Linked DNA regions of Mus musculus: regions 2 and 3 are each linked to region 1. A link is a contact called in public HiChIP or PLAC-seq data. All regions are on one chromosome and are shown on one strand. Each heading gives the region's core, a stretch centred on a gene start, on an enhancer-like site or on the middle of the called end of the contact. The rest is flanking DNA. Distances are from core to core; before and after follow the strand shown.

Region 1 (3,046 bases), core at 147-2,646:
AACCTCTATTTCTTCCAGAGTGGCTAGTTAAATATGCTGTCACATTACCAAACCAAAACAAACCAAAACAAAAACAAAAACAAAACAAACAAACAAACAAAAAACCTAAAAACAAAATAACAGAAAAGAATTTATCCTGAAGAAACTTGAGTCTTTCATATGGTTAAAAAATATTGTTAGTCTCTGCTTGTAGAACCAGAGTCAAATATTACAGAGTCTTTTAATTACATGTTGGCAGAATGCATTTACCCATACATAAGAGAGACATAACACATTCTGGGCTTCAGATCTATTGAAAAAGACTTGAGTCAAAGGCCTCCTTGGCCCATTCATGTCCAGGTTCTGTGAAATAGATGAAAATCAGCCTACACACTTCAGATTGTTTCTTCTTCTTTAAAGATTTACGTATTTTATTTTATGTGTGTGAGTATTTTGCCTGCATACAATTGCACTATGTGTATGCAGTGTCTCTGGAGTGTGGAAAAGGGAGTTGGATCCCTTGTAAATATTTATAGACAGTGCATGGGAACCAAACCTGAGTCATCTGCAAGAAGATCAAGGACTCTTAACTGCTGACCCGTCTCTCTACTCCTGGCTTCTTTAAGACAATAATAACGTTATTAATCTTAGGTTGCTAGGAATTGGAGAATATTGCTAGAAAGTGCTGTGGACAGTGACTAGCACATAGAGAAATATCCTGCAACAGACATGTGCTCATACCATTGCTTATAAACTGTGTGTGATGAAAGTTAGGAAGCTATAAAGCTTATAAGAAGTCAATATGGGCAAGAATGGGCTCATTACACTGTGTGAACTGGCAAATCAATCCTGCTATTCAAATGACCTTCTGTATTTACTTTTAATAGTCTCTGTCTTTCTAGATTCTGGCTGGCTGCCATGTTACCAGTCAGTTCTGCTCCTTCACGCAGATGTATACCCTTGGTGCAGGGAAGGGTAAAACAGCCATCCAAAATGCTTTAGAACAGAAAAGACCCAGGGAATAGTACACTTGTGATGGCTGTCTGACTCTCTCTATCACACACACACACACACACACACACACACAGAGAGAGAGAGAGAGAGAGAGAGAGAGAGAGAGAGAGAGAGAGAACAAAGTTTGGAGACCAAGATTTTTTTTAGCTCAATTGGTAGACTATTTGCCTAATGTATATGGGGGCACTGTGTTCAATATTTTACACTATAAGAAAATAAGGAAGATAGAAAAAACTAGCAATGTTGGTATCACAGAGATATAATGAGATATGAATGGGAGATATATATTCATTCTAGGGTTTGCCTTTATAACTAAAAATCCAAGTCATTTGGGATAAGAGTGTGCAAGTTGAACCACTAGATGGCATATTAACACTATGAAAGCACTGAACAGGCTTCTGTTTCCTCATAAAACAGCCCTACTGCCGCCCTGGGAACCTAATGCTTCCAGGCCAAGAAAAACTTAGTATTAAATCACTTGCTAATTGTAAAGCTTTTAGAAGCTACGTGACACATCTGGATGAATCTAAAATGTCTTATGTAGTATCTGTATCTTTCTATCTTTTTTTTAAGCCAGGAATGACCTTAGAGGGTTTGTATAATTGCTTCTCTCCCTCCATGGGGTTTCAGATCCTCCCTTGCCAGTTTATTCCAATAATATCCATTGTTTCCTAACCTTCTGTATCCTCACTGCTTGTCCCAAGTATTATCCATGCCATCTTCTTCTACACCATTCAAGAGCTTTCCAATTTCTTTTTAAAAAAACAGTTCCCTTAATACTACAGCATTTTCAGTAGATAAGTAAAAAAAAAATTTTAAACTTGGAAAAGAAGATCTTCCTCCCTTCCACCGAAATGAATGATTTTTGAGGGGTCTATAGACAAATTGAGATGCTTATAGTATCAAATTAAAAACAGCAGTCCAGGAGAGAATGTTATGGTGTAACCTTACAGAGAAGACACACCTTTAGAGAGGAATAAAAATAATTACCATCATAAGAAGCAACTACTATTTTCATAAAAATTACTGTGAGGCTCCTGACTAATGTTTGATTTTATGTAAGTCTGAAATACCATGAAAACCAGGACTGTTAGTGTTTGACCACAGCACTGAGACTATGAAAGGCATATAACAAATATTTTCTAGATTAATAAACGCCCAGATAAACCATGAGGAAAATATAACTGGAGTTAAACACATATTATTTCATAAGCAGAGGAGGCAAGCAATTTTCTCCATGAATAACCATATAAAGCTAAGAATGGAATGCTGTGGTAAACGCAGGACATATGAAACACATGGAAACTGGTTGGCTTGGTTGGAAAAGAAAGTGAATGTAGAACACTAAGTAACAAGGCCACTTGGGAGAGAAATGGTTGACAGAGAAAAGAGTAAGGAAGATTTATGCCTTAAGCTCAGTCCCCACTCCAAAACTGTGACTTCTGGCATTTTTTCTAGTTTTTTTTTTTTTTTACTTGATTCCTATGCCTATAAATTCACACACACACACACACACACACACACACACTTAGATCTATCCATCATGCTTCTTTGGCTGGTTTTAAGTGTTGAATGTTTAGGAGAAAATATTTGGTTAATAAAGGTATTCATACTTTTGTTTTTGTTTTTGTTTTTTGGGTGTTTTTTTCTTTTCTTTTCTCTGAAACAGAGTTTCCTGAGAGAAAACTCAGGAACCTCTTACCTTAGCTTCCTGAGTGATAAGATTGCAACCTGGGCTTTTGGTTCTTTGGTGCTCTATGTCTCTGTGTCTTTGAACATAGCCTGGCACATCTAGTAATAAAGACACATTGAACCAATGTACAAATGAGATAGGATAAGGTCACACAGGGCATGAAAGGCAGATTAGTGTGGGGGTGTTAGGGTTCAGAAAACACACCCTCGAATGAAAGTCTCAGAAACAACAACAACAAAAGCCTTGGAAACATGTTCTCTTGTCTATTGTCTCATGGTCCTTTCTCTATTCTTCCTCAGATAATCCAGGACAAGTAGGGTCTCTCTTCCCTAAAGGGGAATATAGACATTAGAACTCCCA
Region 2 (3,046 bases), core at 245-2,744, 430 kb after region 1:
TTCTACATGATCCAACACCCTCTTCTGGACTCCAGAGGCACCAGAAATGTGCAAGGTACACAGATGCACAAGCAGACCAGATGACTAATTAAGCAATATCAAAAAAATTAAAATTTCACAAAAAAGTAGAAATATATTAAATTTAGAGAGAAGTAAATCACGAAACAATTATGAGGTAGAAGAAATTGAGAGCCACAAACACAGAGGCAGTAGTTGAAGTCACGAGATGCATGAAGCAGGTAAAATGAACAAGGAGAAGGAACCAGAAAAGACACGCCCCACAAAAGCCCCACTAATGGTGGGACACTGATATCGAGTAGCTTGTAAGTAAAGGCTGAGAAGAGATATCCAGAGTCACATAAGAACCAAAACAAAATAGGTAGGGAAACGATGGGTGTCAGGGTTAAAAGATGGAGCCAGGAAGGCCATACTGGTTGTCTAACAAGGGACATGAAACAAGGGTCTTTAATTTAGAATGTAGGTTCTTTTCAATGATGTTGCCTAGAGCAAATGGGTTCATGTGTCTTATAAATCTGGAGTAGTTACAGAGAAGGGAAGGCAGGGACTGAATGCACTGGATGTAAAAATTACAGAAGAACTAAGAGGCAGAGATATACAACTTGACAGAGTTAGTGAAAATGAAAAAATGTTTTGAAAAAATTGCCTTTCCAACATTCAAATGCGAATTGAGACTAAATACTAACCTCACAGACTGTTAACTGGTAGCCCTCTGTGCTGGCTATGTACAGTGAGAAGCATCCTGTCATCAATAGGAATACAATAAAATTTATGGTGTCTGTTCTGTTTCACTTAACTGATACCCCTTTCCTTTGTGATATCTGTAACATTTAATGGCACTCAAACACTTTACGTGTAATTCTCAGTTCATTTGGCTGGTAGTGTGGAGTATAGGGACTTCAACTGACTGGTTGCTTCTCATTAGTAAAATGTCTGCCACGTCACCTAGTAATCCTTAAGAAATATATCTGTAAAGTAAATTAATAAGGACTAGATTTATTCTAACTACAACTGGCTAAATTCATCCTACATCCATGTTATACCCCAAAGATATTAAACTATAAAAAGTTGTTTTCTTTATGGAAATTAAGATCATGTCCCTGAGTCCAATATAGTAAATATATTTTCTTTTGTTTTTAGTTTTTATAAGGTGAATATTTTCAGTGGTTCAAGTTTCTATCATTGTTCATTCCTTGAGCATAAATTTTAAAACTACTCAAAACTGCCTAGTTGATCTAGACAGTCATACCCACTGCTGTTCAGCCCAGCAGATGACTAAAGCTAAGTCTAGCAAGTTTACCGAAAGCAATGCAAGTGGAAAAAAGGAAAAATTCACTTGATATTTGAAGTGGAAAAGTAAAACATGAGTCGGCTTTAAATTGTATTTTTAATATGCTTCGTATTTCCTAAGCTATAATTTTAGTGACTCATCTGAAATTATTGTGTCTGTGTTATTCAGGGAATCTCAGAAAAATGTACAGTCACCACTGAGCCCTCAGTAAATCAGGTATGGGGTTTTATGATATCTGTCCTACAGTAGTCAAAGCATTATCTGTGCTTATCTCCCAAGGCTAGTCAACATCACTTGGAGAATGAATCAAGCCATCTCCTTGAAAGAACTTAGCAATTTCCTGTGCCCAGATTGCAACACTATGGCTTGGCTTGTTTGTTAAGACACTAAAACTAGGACAATTTCTCTAATTATACCATATTACCCTTTATGTGCAAAATCAGTGGTGCTCAACCAGGGGCTACTGGGGTGTCTGACATTGATGACAATAATATTTAGAGATATTTTGGTTGTTGTAACTAAGGTGGCAACAGGTTTCCTATAGACATTTGGTGGATTCAGTTCAGAAATGTCAAAAAAATTCTCAGATGACCAGGGGAGTCCCCACAACAAGCAATCACCCAGTCCAAGAGATCAGTAGCATCAAAGTATGTGCTGAAACTGGTTTCTCAGCTTTCCGAGGACCCTCAGCATCCTTGGAAGCAAATCTCAATGCATTACCTTTGCATAGCTTTTCCTAAATCAACGTGCAGTACTAGCTTCACTGACTAAACTTCCTACCTATACATTAGATTTGATTTCATGGTGACTCATCTTGACAAACCAGTGAGAAATTCAAAGTTCAGGCTTGCTGCTGACACTTGTTTTTCCCTGATTATAATTTGAGTTCTATTATAAAAACCATTTCATAGATTTCCATTTCAAGAAATTTACTCTACAATAATCTACCTTTCTACCCTGCCTTTTTAAACTTCTCCAAACTTCATCGCCTGTACCAGTGGTAGCACAGATAATGTGTTAAAAAGTGTGAAGGAGCAGCTAAGTATTTTATTGTTCTTCTAGCAAAAATGTTTAAATAATATTTCTAGAAAGTCATATGGCCAATGTCAATTACTGAGTCACTTTAGTAAAAATAAATACACATTAAAAGGCTATATAGTATGGCCTCCAATATCAGCTAAAACTCTACCTCTAAATAAAATTGAAAACCTTGGTCTATTTTTTTCATCCACTTGCAAGCCAGTGATCATACCAACGACACCTATAAAAGGAACAAATGAAAGCAAAGGAAAGCTCCAAGTTAAAATAAAGTAGAGTTTATTAGCAATATTCTCATTCAAATGGTTGTCCTTGGTGGAGGGTCCTTTAAGAAGTAATCACTATATTAATTGACCATTATTTCCCTGGCTCTGAACAATCTCTTAATACATTTTTTAAGTGCAAAGATTCTCCAATATATATGGAGGAGTTCATCAAGGTCATGAATTGTAGGAAGTGGTTTTAAGGCTCAGAATAAGTAATGCCTTGCTGATATGGCTCAAAGACGCTTGTCTCCTCCAAAACTCCTACATGGAAACTCATGTTGAAATTTAGTCCCCGTCATCAAGCTTTAAGAAGGTGGAAACTAAGTAAGGCCTCTAGAAGGTGACTATAGTTAGAAAATATTATGTGGTAGAGTTCTCATGATTGAAACTAGTCATACACACACACACACACACACACACACACACACACACA
Region 3 (3,046 bases), core at 244-2,743, 360 kb after region 1:
TAGCTTCACAGAAGATATCTGGATTATTCAATTTATTTCTTCATTCTATCCATTGTAATCAATTGTTGTATGTCTGGTACAGAAAGGTCTAGTCTCACATAAGTAAATACTTGGGAGGAAGAGAATCAATTTTTTAGTTAATCATAGGTATTCTTTGTATTCAAAACTTGACAAGTGTTTTCTCTTCTTTATTTTATATTTTGTTTTGAAAAACTATTCCTATGGGCATACCTTCACACTAAAGTTTGTTTCTTTCTCTTATACTTTAATGATTCACTTAATGCTACATTATAGCTGAGGGGTCTCCAGTCTAAACTGTAATGATCCTTTCTTAGACCTCTTAGGTTTGTTTGTTTGTTTGTTTTTAATTGGCATTTTGTATTTTGCTTTCTTTGGGACAGGGTCTTAAGTAGCCTAGGCTATCATAAAAACCTTGCCATAAATACAGAAGTGGATGCTCACAGTTATCTATTGGGTGGAACACAGGGTCCCCAATGAAGGAGCTAGAGAAAGTACCCAAGGAGTTGAAGGGGTCTGAAACCCTATAGGAGAAACAATATGAACTAACCAGTACCCCCAGAGCTTGAGTCTCTAACTGCATATATAGCAGAGGATGGCCTAGTCGGCCATCAGTGGGAGGAGAGGCCCTTGATCTTGTCAAGATTATATGCCCCAGTACAGTGGAATGCCAGGGCCAGGAAGTGGGAATGGGTGGGTTGGGGGGCAGGGCAGGGGAAAGGTATAGGAGATTTTCAGAGAGGAAACTAGGAAACGGGATAGCATTTGAAATGTAAATGAAGAAAACATCTAATAAAAAACAAACAAACAAACAAAAAAAACTTACCATAGTCAATGATGACCATGAACTCATGAACTTCTGGTCCTCTGCCTCTACCTCCCTAGAGGATGGCCTTGTTGGGCATCAATGAGAGAAGAGGCTCTTGGTCCTGCCTGTGAAGGCTTGATGCTCCAGTTTAGGGGAATTTCAGGATGGGAAGGTGGGAGTGGGTGGATGGGTGGAAACACACCCTCATAGAAACAGGAAGAGGGGAATGGGATAGGTGGTTTCTTGGGGAGGGGGATTGGGAAAGAGAATAACATTTGAAATATAAATAAATAAAATATCCAATTAAAATTTAAAAAAAAAACAAAAACAAATATATCCTATTATATGGGCTCCATGCTGCCCTGGGAATCAAATTAAGGTCTTTGTGCATGCTAGGCAAGCAGCCTCCGACTGAGCTACATCACCAGAGAGCTCATAGTATTTTTTAACATATTATTTCCCAAGGGCTTGCCCTATAAAAATACCATCTGGGCCTTCCTTTCTCCATCAGAATATTGTGTAAACCAAAAAGTTTTCATTCAAAACCACGGTAGGGAGTACACACTGGGCAAGAGAAAGACAAATGGTACTTTCTTGAGCACGCAAGGAAATGTAGGGCAATAAAACCTGTTTACACATCCACTTCCTGTATTGCCATATCAGTTCTTCCATCATGATAAACCACCCATACAGATGACTAACTCTAGCATCTTTGTGCATTAAAGCCAGATGCCATCACAGTCTTTAAAAAAAGAAAAAAAATTCCAGAGTCCTTTGTATAACTTTCAACCATGTATATTCTTGCAGGCAAATCCTTAATAAACCATTACTTCATGAAGTGACCTCACACCCCAACTTCTTGAACTCTGAGCATCAATTAAGTCAACATGATGCATATTGGGGAAAACCCCATACATTTTCTGTGTCTGATGATTTCCTAATCGCGCCTTTATTATTTTTAAACATTAGTCAGCTCCATGTTATAATCTTCAGCTACAAAGAATGGTTTCCTAATCTGGATGTGAAGACAGAAGGCTTAATCAGAAAAAGTAAAAATTCAGTTTCAAGTTGTATTCCTCAGAATAGAAATGACAAAGTCTTGAAAATGTAAATATTACTACTCAGAAGGAAGCCTGCCTACAACTGCAGAGCAGTGCTTTTCTCTATGTTCAAGAAGTAAAGAGTAATCTTCAGTAAATCTTTGAAAATACCTCGGTTTCTCATCTTACAAAGAAGAGCCCAGCTTCCCAACTACAGCTATGAAAGTTCTAAATATGGCAGATACAAAACATACACAATGCACTGAGCAGAGGGTCTTTAGGGATTAAGGAGGTGGCTCAGTGGATAAAGGTTCTTGTCACCAAGCCTAGAGACCTGATTCAATCCTCAGAGCCTAAATGAAAACCAACTCCTGCAAGGTTTGTCCTCTGACCTTCGCACACGCATCACAGCTACCCTCCTCAAAGGCAAGTAGGGCTGTGTGAGTTGGGTTAGAACAGACCTCCTCTGTCTCTGTCTGGTTAGAGCAGGCTGCCTCTGGCCCTGGTTAGAGCAGTTCACATGGAATTACAGGCAGAGCTGTGGGGTCATTGAGCAGTTATGCTAATCTGTTAAGGGTACAGGTGGAGGTGCAGACTGGAAGGGTGAAGGGGATCCAGCAGAGGGGGATAGATCCCACCACTTTTGGGTTCTGTGTGGGTTCCAGTTGTCATGTATATTAGGGTAAGGGTCTCACCTTTGTCCCTAGAAAGCAGACCTCCTGGAGATAGACAGGATTGTAGGGTTGGGAAGCAAACATGCCAATCTGCCATGGGTGCAGGTGGAGGTGCGGATCAGAAAGGGCCATAGTAATTTCATATTCAGTTTTATGAGGAATGAGGATAAATTTATATTAAGGAAATGCTTTAACCTTTAAATTATTATTTGCATTCTTTAATTATAACAAGTTATTAGTCATATCAAGCTTTTACCTGTGTTTATAGAATATGATAGTTCAGTGTGTTATCATCTTAATTTTCATATGCCAGTGTTTCTATTTCTAATAATTATTAAAATGTATATTCTTTGATTGATTTTGGTTTAAACAAAAATAAAAAATTATGTCCAGCTAATTAATAAGCTAGAAAGAAAGGCTGGATGTTCCATGTGTTATTTAACCAGAAGACTTAAATGGAAAAGGCAAGTAATGGCGAAAAGTTTTGGCATCCATATTTTCCCTGT

Evidence for each region. HiChIP or PLAC-seq counts read pairs in DNA pulled down with a chosen protein or histone mark.
Region 2: an H3K27ac HiChIP or PLAC-seq map of embryonic fibroblasts shows a contact between it and region 1, with 29 read pairs. The contact joins two enhancer-like sites. A contact is called at or near these places in 8 of 15 datasets of contacts at CTCF or cohesin (the G1E-ER4 cell line, the NIH/3T3 cell line, embryonic stem cells and 5 more), 35 of 484 Hi-C or Micro-C datasets (3T3-L1-derived adipocytes, the C2C12 cell line, the CH12 cell line and 23 more) and 5 of 115 datasets of contacts at active chromatin or transcription factors (the NIH/3T3 cell line, bone marrow-derived macrophages, embryonic fibroblasts and 2 more).
Region 3: a contact with region 1 is called in an SMC1A HiChIP or PLAC-seq map of the NIH/3T3 cell line, with 6 times the contacts expected there. The contact joins two enhancer-like sites. A contact is called at or near these places in 1 of 39 promoter capture datasets (hippocampal neurons), 2 of 15 datasets of contacts at CTCF or cohesin (both in the NIH/3T3 cell line), 46 of 484 Hi-C or Micro-C datasets (the AML12 cell line, the C2C12 cell line, the C3H10T1/2 cell line and 22 more), 6 of 115 datasets of contacts at active chromatin or transcription factors (the NIH/3T3 cell line, bone marrow-derived dendritic cells, bone marrow-derived macrophages and 3 more) and 2 of 9 other capture datasets (bone marrow-derived macrophages and macrophages).

Annotation. Positions count from the first base shown.
Region 1 is chr1:149,831,780-149,834,825 of GRCm38.p6, forward strand. The region is part of intron 17 of Pla2g4a (phospholipase A2, group IVA (cytosolic, calcium-dependent)); the gene reads right to left. Among named protein-coding and RNA genes, the nearest start is that of Gm23535, 130 kb to the left of the region's middle. Within about 2 kb of position 1,397, at least 22 of the 459 cell types and tissues checked have an H3K27ac peak or open chromatin away from gene starts, as enhancers often do. A contact at or near this core is called in the C2C12 cell line, the NIH/3T3 cell line, embryonic fibroblasts and 2 more, where this site is marked.
Region 2 is chr1:150,258,942-150,261,987 of GRCm38.p6, forward strand. No RefSeq gene overlaps it. Among named protein-coding and RNA genes, the nearest start is that of Pdc, 59 kb to the right of the region's middle. Within about 2 kb of position 1,495, at least 9 of the 459 cell types and tissues checked have an H3K27ac peak or open chromatin away from gene starts, as enhancers often do. A contact at or near this core is called in the C2C12 cell line, the NIH/3T3 cell line, embryonic fibroblasts and 1 more, where this site is marked.
Region 3 is chr1:150,196,243-150,199,288 of GRCm38.p6, forward strand. No RefSeq gene overlaps it. Among named protein-coding and RNA genes, the nearest start is that of Ptgs2os2, 33 kb to the left of the region's middle. Within about 2 kb of position 1,494, at least 16 of the 459 cell types and tissues checked have an H3K27ac peak or open chromatin away from gene starts, as enhancers often do. A contact at or near this core is called in the NIH/3T3 cell line and pancreatic cancer cells, where this site is marked.